2 separate regions of the Zea mays genome follow, and region 1 is linked to region 2. Evidence: chromatin contacts called from public Hi-C data. All regions are on one chromosome and are shown on one strand. The core of a region is the stretch at or near the end of the contact, and the rest is flanking DNA. Distances in the headings are between cores, read along the strand shown. Region 1 has its middle 96 kb from the start of LOC100382412. Region 2 holds the start of LOC100275868.

Region 1 (4,119 bases), core at 1,566-4,065, 200 kb before region 2:
CAAAGATAACATGGCCAATGAATAGCACTACTACTATAGTACTGTATTAAACAAAAAAAAGACGAGGTGTACATTACAGATCATGCATAGACCATTGCCGGTCATGGAACCGCTGAGTCCCCCTTTCGCTGAACACACAGCACGGGTTGCATTGCAGCCACAGGATAAGGCTCTCACGGTCTCACACCAACCAGACCAACGCCTGGCTGCATCGGTGTGCCCACCTCATCTATCCATTCAAGGACCACGACGGGACATGGAGAACGACCGACGACGTGTCCCTCCGGCCAGCCCGCTTCACGTGCCGCTCCGGCGACCTGGCGCCACGCCGGGACCCCGGCCGTCCGCCCCCCTCGCGCCCATGCGGTCGTCGAGCGAGCCCGTGCAGCCCGCTGCCGCGCCACGCCACGCCACGCCACGCGTATGCACCTCGCGTGCGTGCATGTGCCCTAGAAACCGGCTATTTTGTCGCCTCGATCGATCGCATTATTAGTCTGCTGCGTGCCGGCGCTGCCTGCATGCTGGTTGCCGCTCCTAAAACTGACCAGGCACGCGTCCCCCTTCAATTATGGCAGTTTGATATGGTAGATCTAAGAGCCTGCGCACATATATCCGCGCCCACACATAACAGGCCCATGGACGATTTTCGGGGGGTCAGCGGTATTTTTCGGTTTCCCTCTAGGCACCGAAAATAAAGGAAAATTTTCAGCGGTAAGTGTAGCTTCCAAAAATAAAATTAAGGTCTTTAGACGGTTAAAAATAACGTTATTTTTTGCGGTCCCTTCCCAATGCCACCGAAAACAATTGTTTTACCTACTTCGTGCCGCACCTCTTTCCCGCTCGACCACGCGCGCGCTGTGTTTAGGCTTGGAGCTATCGCCGCCACCCATCTCTAACGCCCCAATCCCTGCGCTGCGGCAGCCTAGCTCCTCCGCGACCTTAGCGCAGAGCTCCATCCATGATTGGCGTCGTGCACCTCCTCGACAGCGATCCGAGAGGTGAAATTAAGTTTTGTGATTTTTATTATTTATTTTCGGCGGCCGTTTTTCATTAACCACCGCAATCAGTGATTAAGAGGAAGTTCAATAGGGACACATAAACAAATTAAATATAGGGATTAAATAATAAAGGACAGCTCCAACAGGAGCCTCACTTCAATAAGTTTTATCTAAACCTTTTAGGGCCCAACCTCAAGAGTTGCATATTTGAGACCCAAAAACTTTGGGTCGTATAATATAATGTTCGTGCCATCGGGAAATTTCACCGTCTATTTCATCGCGGCCATCTCCACGATCTGCCGCACCCGCCCAACCTCTCACGATCTGCCGCACAAGCCAATGGAAGTGCCTTCTTCAACGCCTTGTATGCTCGTGGTCCATCGGCAGCGCCCGCGCTGTTTCCATCACGTCGTTGCCACGTTCGTGTCTAGGCGTCGTGGAAAAACGTCACCGCTCTTCATCGTCCCCACCTCTGGTTCGTCTCCTAGCTCTCCTCCACTGGATCTGCTTCGTTCTTGATGGAACGAAGGCCATTGTCCCCCAAGTTCACGTCCAATAGCAAGCCGTCGGTTTTATTTGCCATCGCGCTAGATGCAATGGGAGGTGTGACAACAGCCGCACGTTCGACATCACATGATGTTGCAGCGCCGTATCTTCGTCGTGCATCGACCGTCGCAAGTGAACAACGCTCTACATCTCAGCCTTCTTCGCAAGCGTCGTCGCCTATCATGGAATCTTACATGTATATTATCTTCTCAATTCATTGTTGAATGAATGGACCAAAGTTGCAGAACAGTTTTGGTCGATGTACTTAATTCATGTGTTCTTGTTTATGAATTCATATGTTCTCAATTTATTTTTGATTGACAGGAAGGTTACAGATCTGTTTTAGTGAGTGTGCTGAATTCATGGGTTCCTGTTTCTAAACTCAAGTGTGAAGGATTCATGTGTTATTGTTTATGAATTCATATGTTCTGAATTATTGAGTTTGGCTGTACAGCTAATACTAGAAATGACTATAATATTGATCTTGTCATTCCGGAGCTTTTGTAAACACTAGAGGGTAAAACCTTTTGGAAACCATGTGCAACACACAAGAATTTTATGATGATTTTACATGCATGTTTTTTTCTTTTCATGTTTTCCTGTTTCTAAACTGGATGTGTGTGATAAACTGATTTTTCAAATCCACCCGCATCATGTTCAATTGTCCAGTTCTTTTTACTTGATCTATTTTTTATGCAGCACAATGTCACCTGGTTACTTAACTAACCTACTAAACCGAACCGTGGCACTAAAGATGTTTTAGTGTTTCATAAAAATTATGAAACTCAAAATGAGGTTATGGAGTTATCGCCAATGAAGGACTTGAATTCACAGCCAAAACCCAAGGGTCGTTCAAAAAAAATTCAATGAAGTTGAAGACATTTTGTTGATTTCATCTTATATTAATGTGAGTAAAGACGCTGTCCTCGAGAATTCATCGTGATTCCTGTGTGTACTGTAGTGACATGTCCTGGAGAATTCATCGTGATTCCTGAGCGAACTACGCTCGCTGTCAAACCGGAATCGGAGCGGCTGGACGAGTATCTGCGCGAGGCGATCGATCTGTCTAAGAATTGACAGAACGTAGACAGTAAGCTAACACACACACACGTTCTTGCACAGCGCGAGAGAATCTCTCCGAGCTAACGAGCGCCACACACTAGTCAATCAATTCCAACAACAGCAACGTTCGCTAGCTACTGTAGTGTCGATCTGTCTACGCCAGTATGCTGCCCCCAGCTAGCCAGCCGCGTGTGCGGTGCACACAGGCAGAGGACTACATCACCGCTTTAGTTTAATTAATTTGATTTGATTTGATGTGGTCCATCTAATGCATATGCAAACATACGTGTCCAGGAACATGGGTTAACAGCAACCGTGACGCCTGACAGACAGAGAAATGGACGCTGAGGTGAGGACGAGGTCACGTCGCCGGGCCAAATAAAGTGGGTATATAAAGCCACCGCGTTGATTAAGGCTTTTGGTTCTGTGGTTACGGCCGGTAGATGATTTCTTCAGGCCCTCCTTGAGCCACGTAAGTTGTAGAGAGTACACTGCATAATTAATAGCCAAACCTTGTACGCTAATCAAGAAATCCACTAGCGATCTTCTTCTACCCACAACATCTCGAAGTAAGGGCATGTAAGTTTGGTTTTCCAAATATAAGAGACGACTAAAAGATTGTATAGTACAATCTTTAGACACTAGATTATCAATACAGTTAAAAGACAATATGTATGTAAAATTGTGAAGAGACAAACGTTTTACGAAGAACCCGTTTATTGTATTTTTTTCAATTAGCTTTTTATAGACGTATGAAGGAACTACATTAAATAAGGTTAAGGTTGTACATGTCCTAGAGTATCGTTCTTTACCTAAAGTGATCGTACGTCAACACTGGCCGGCGCCTCTTTGTTTGAAGCAACACTAGACGATGGGTCCTAATGGGTGTGCTACTAACACTTCCTAGCCGAAGCTGTGTGCAGGTCCAGGTCCTAGAGTCGAGGCTACCTCCTGGGGGCCGGGACACCAACTCTTTCTTAGGTATGCTGGTATCTAGCCTCGACACAACGAGCCTACATCCCAGGGGGCCAAGTACCAGGAGCAGAGTTGATAGAACCGCACACAGCAAGAGCAAGCACACCTGTTTATCAGATGAAAAATATACTACAACACCCATCTTTATCTTAGCAAGCTCATAAATGCTATGACATAATCCTCTAAAAAACTATGCAGTACGCGAAGAGAGGAACAAGCCTTAGTCACAAGTAGTAGAGTAAAATACATATAATTGTGGAAGAGTCCCCTATAGCTGAGTTGGTTGAAGCCACCAATGCAAGCCTTTGCTGCCGCATGACATCTTTTTGAAGTGTAGATATTTGATTTTGTTAATAATAATTTGGATAGCACAATGAATATGGTCTACATTATAAATTTTGGTCAAGGCGAACTTTTTATCTAATTGCACAAACATTTGTTCGATTTGTGTTTCTTCCCAAAAAAAACCAAATTTACTGGCATCATAATTGTTGCAAACAAGTATGATCGGCACTAAAAAGTCGGGCTGGTATACAAT
Region 2 (3,815 bases), core at 1,134-3,633:
GGACGTGGCCAAGGTCACCAGATCGGACGAGTTAGTCATCAAAGGACGTCAGAGCCACCCACGTCTCGCCTGGCCGCCATCAACAGAGACAATCGTGCCTCGTGCGACCACCGGAGCGACCCGCGTCTCTCTCGGTCGCACCGCCGTTGCCGAAACCTACCACGCCTCGCGCAACTTTCGTTGCATCGCGCCTGGGGTGCGCCGCCACCGCTCGTCTGCTTCAGGAGCGTCGTTGCCGCTTGCCCGCCCGCCTCGGGAACGTCGCTATCGCTCAGTTCTGGTGGAGCGCCACCACCTGTCGCTCACCTCAAGACGATGTCGCCTGTCGCTCGCCTCGGGACGCCACCACCGCTCGCACGCCCGAGAGAATCGCCACCGCCGCTAAAACCTAATCCGTGGCAGCCTAGAGGTGTTTTTATAGCCGTCCAAACCTGGTGCGGCTAAACCAGATCTAGGGCTTCATCTAGTTATTAGAAGCCTATGGCTTATATATATAATATGTGTGTGTAATCCATGGTTGGAAAAGTCGGTTGGAAACCAAACCTCGGCTGCTTTTGATTGCAAACCGCCACATAATGATCCATTTTGTTGCCTAAGAAACATGCAATATTTTGATCTAGGCTTAGGCTTGTTGCAGACATACCTTCAGTATACAGACCCATAGACAACTTGGACCTCCAGACCATCTTTGAAGGTAACGATAGCGAGGAGCTAGGACTAGAAATATGACCAAACTTTTTGCCCAAGATTGAATTACTTGGAAAGCCTAGATTCTATCCATTCCATGGAATTTGAAAACCCAAAGTCCACGCCCTGAGTTGTCGCTGATGACCACGTGTTCTTCACTGAGTCCGCAATTGATCAACACGGTTAAGATCTTCTGTTAACCTAGCAAACACTAAAGATTTCAAGATTACCGTAGTCGAGTGTTGCTTTGGAAGAGTTAAACTTAAAAACACTGATAGCCGAAAACTTTGGTTATTAGGGCATGTGCAATGGGTATCTTAAGTTGTATCTTAGAGTGTGTCTAGAGTGGGTGAATGTAAAAAAACTTAAGACATGTATCTTGACGAAGACACAGTATCTTGGCTCTATGTTTGAGACAAGAGACTAGCTAATTGGTCACTTTAATTTATTGAATGCTCTGATTGGTACAATGAATATTGTAAGACACATGTTTTAGACATGACCACTGTATTATGTTGTGTTTTAGTTATGTCTTATACTTGGAGTACCGTGCAGCAGTATCTAGGTTGTATATGCCCTTAGAATGTCGTCTTCGAGAATGATTCATAAGAGTAATGGCATTTTCCCCAGTTAGAAATGAATTATGAACTGCATCGGCATTAGAGAGACGCTGATTTATATGCTTAGAGACCAGATTTCAAGAAGAGGCTTCTTCAGAATTGAAGGCCTTCAGTTCTCTAATCCAATTTGGTTCACTAGAGTTCCGGAAGTGAAAATTAGTCTTCAAAGCATCACAATCATATGAATAAAGATTATAGAGGGCACAATCCACATCCTTCGAAAAACAGAGAATCAAAAACACTCTCTCGGAGAGGCGAGAAATCCGAAAATCAGAGTTTTCAACATAATCAATACTTCACTTTATCATTTTTCATGTGGAGACTTGAGGTTATATTTTTATATAATGTTTATTAGTCTTTGTAATTTATTTGCATTTCGATGATTTTATGCAAAAATAAATTAATAATACACACAGCCTAAAAATTTATGAAATTTTACGGAGACGTGGCATATGTACACATATAATGCTAAAAAATATTTAGACTAAAGGGGTAGATAAATGACGTGGAATGATGTCTTACGGTATCCGACAAAAAAATTCGTTACCAACGATATCCGTCTCCAACTAGTTTCGTATTTGACACGCCGCAGCTATCCATATTTGTATTTGAGAACATTCGTATTCGTATACAAAGGGATGTATTCAAATTTGAAACCGAATAAAAATATGAAAAAATATAGTTTTAATGATATATGTTATTCGATCCGATTAATCCCTATGTACACCTACACTACATAAGGCCACAACGTGTCGTGTACCTGTTGCGCCCACGGACCACCTCGTCGATTGCATGCCCCACGCCGCACAGCCCCTCTCTACGCTCCATGTGTCATGGCGCCCCGTCGCCACCACGAACCGGCACGTGGGCCCACGTACAGGGGCCTCACGTGTCAGGGACGCTCTCCGCTGTAGCAGTACTGCCTACCCTAAGATAAGGCCAACAAAGCGAGACGGCGTCAGTTTGCCGCTCCCTCAAGACACCTCGCTCCCGTCAGTTAACCGTGGTTAAGTTGACTAAGGTTAGAGGATAACACTAGTTAGATGGCCTGTTTATAAACCTGCCTCCCTTCATCCCCTCTTCTCACAGGCCAACAAAGGAGCAAAGCTACCGTCGCCGAAGCCGAGCGACGTTCCAAGAAACGAAACAGCCATGATGATGATGGGAGAGGGAGCGCACGCGCCGCCTTGGCAGCAGTCACCGGCGGCCAGCGGCATCATGGACGCGGACGAGGTGTCGCCGTACGCCCTCCTGGCGGAGCTGAAGCATTACCTGCCGTCAAACGAGGTGATGGCGTACGACGAGGACGACGAGGAGGCCCTGGCGGCGGCGGCCGCCGTCGACGCGTACGCCTGCGACGAGTTCCGGATGTACGAGTTCAAGGTGCGGCGGTGCTCGCGCGGGCGGAGCCACGACTGGACGGACTGCCCCTACGCGCACCCGGGGGAGAAGGCCCGGCGGCGCGACCCCAGGCGGTACCACTACTCCGGCGCGGCGTGCCCGGACTTCCGCAAGGGCGGGTGCAAGCGCGGCGACGCGTGCGAGCTGGCGCACGGGGTGTTCGAGTGCTGGCTCCACCCGTCGCGCTACCGGACGCAGCCCTGCAAGGACGGCACCGGGTGCCGCCGCCGCGTCTGCTTCTTCGCGCACACGCCCGACCAGCTCCGCGTGCCGCAGGCGCAGCAGTCCAGCCCGAGGGGCGCGTCCGCGGCGTCGCCGCTGGCCGAGCCGTCGTACGACGGCTCGCCGCTCCGCCGCCAGGCGTTCGAGAGCTACGGCTACCTCACCAAGAGCGGCGTCATGTCGTCGTCCCCGACCAGCACGCTGGTCTCGCCCCCGAGGTCGCCGCCGTCGGAGTCCCCGCCAATGTCGCCGGACGCCGCCGCCGCGGCGCTCCGCCGCGGCTCGTGGCCGGGTGTCGGCGGCTCGCCCGTCAACGAGGTCCTCGCCTCGCTGCGCCAGCTCCGCCTCGGCGGTGGCGGCAGCGGCGGCTCGCCGAGGTCGGCGCCTTCCGGCGGGTCGTTCTTGGCAGGCGGCTACCCGTTCGGGTCCCCGAAGTCACCGGCCGGTCTGTACAGTCTCCCGTCCACACCACCAACCCGGCCGTGCCCGGTGATGGTGACCACCGCCTCCGGCGCCACCATCATGACCGTGGAACGCCTCAACCTCGGGCTCCTCGTGGATGAGGAGCCGGTCATGGAGCGGGTTGAGTCCGGGAGAGCCCTCCGCGAGAAGGTGTTCGAACGGCTCAGCAAAGAAACCGCCGTGCCCAACGACACCGCCGCCTCCGCCAACGTAGAGGGAGCGGCTCCGGACGTCGGCTGGGTCTCCGACCTCATCAACTGAGGGAAACTCCTGAAACTACCAGCATCAGCCGTGCCTCCTCTGAACGGTGCTTATCCATGGTAAGTGCGTGAGGGAAGCTTATTAGAGGCGTCACTGCACAGCAGCAGGAGAGGAAAGTAGTTCGTGGGAAAAACAAAAAAAAAAAAATATTTTTCTAGATTT

The links. A called contact is a pair of places that touch in the nucleus more often than the background predicts.
Region 1: a Hi-C map of leaf shows a contact between it and region 2, with 4 times the contacts expected there. The contact joins the enhancer-like site here to the promoter of LOC100275868 in region 2. A contact is called at or near these places in 7 of 25 Hi-C or Micro-C datasets (bundle sheath, ear, leaf and 3 more).

Annotation. Positions count from the first base shown.
Region 1 is chr8:112,262,252-112,266,370 of Zm-B73-REFERENCE-NAM-5.0, reverse strand. No RefSeq gene overlaps it. Among protein-coding and RNA genes, the nearest start is that of LOC100382412, 96 kb to the left of the region's middle. Within about 2 kb of position 2,815, at least 10 of the 20 cell types and tissues checked have an H3K27ac peak or open chromatin away from gene starts, as enhancers often do. A contact at or near this core is called in bundle sheath, ear, leaf and 1 more, where this site is marked.
Region 2 is chr8:112,066,499-112,070,313 of Zm-B73-REFERENCE-NAM-5.0, reverse strand. LOC100275868 reads left to right here and starts at 2,383. Exons shown (of 1, transcript XM_020542615.2): 1 at 2,383-3,815. The coding sequence starts at 2,460. The coding sequence ends at 3,653.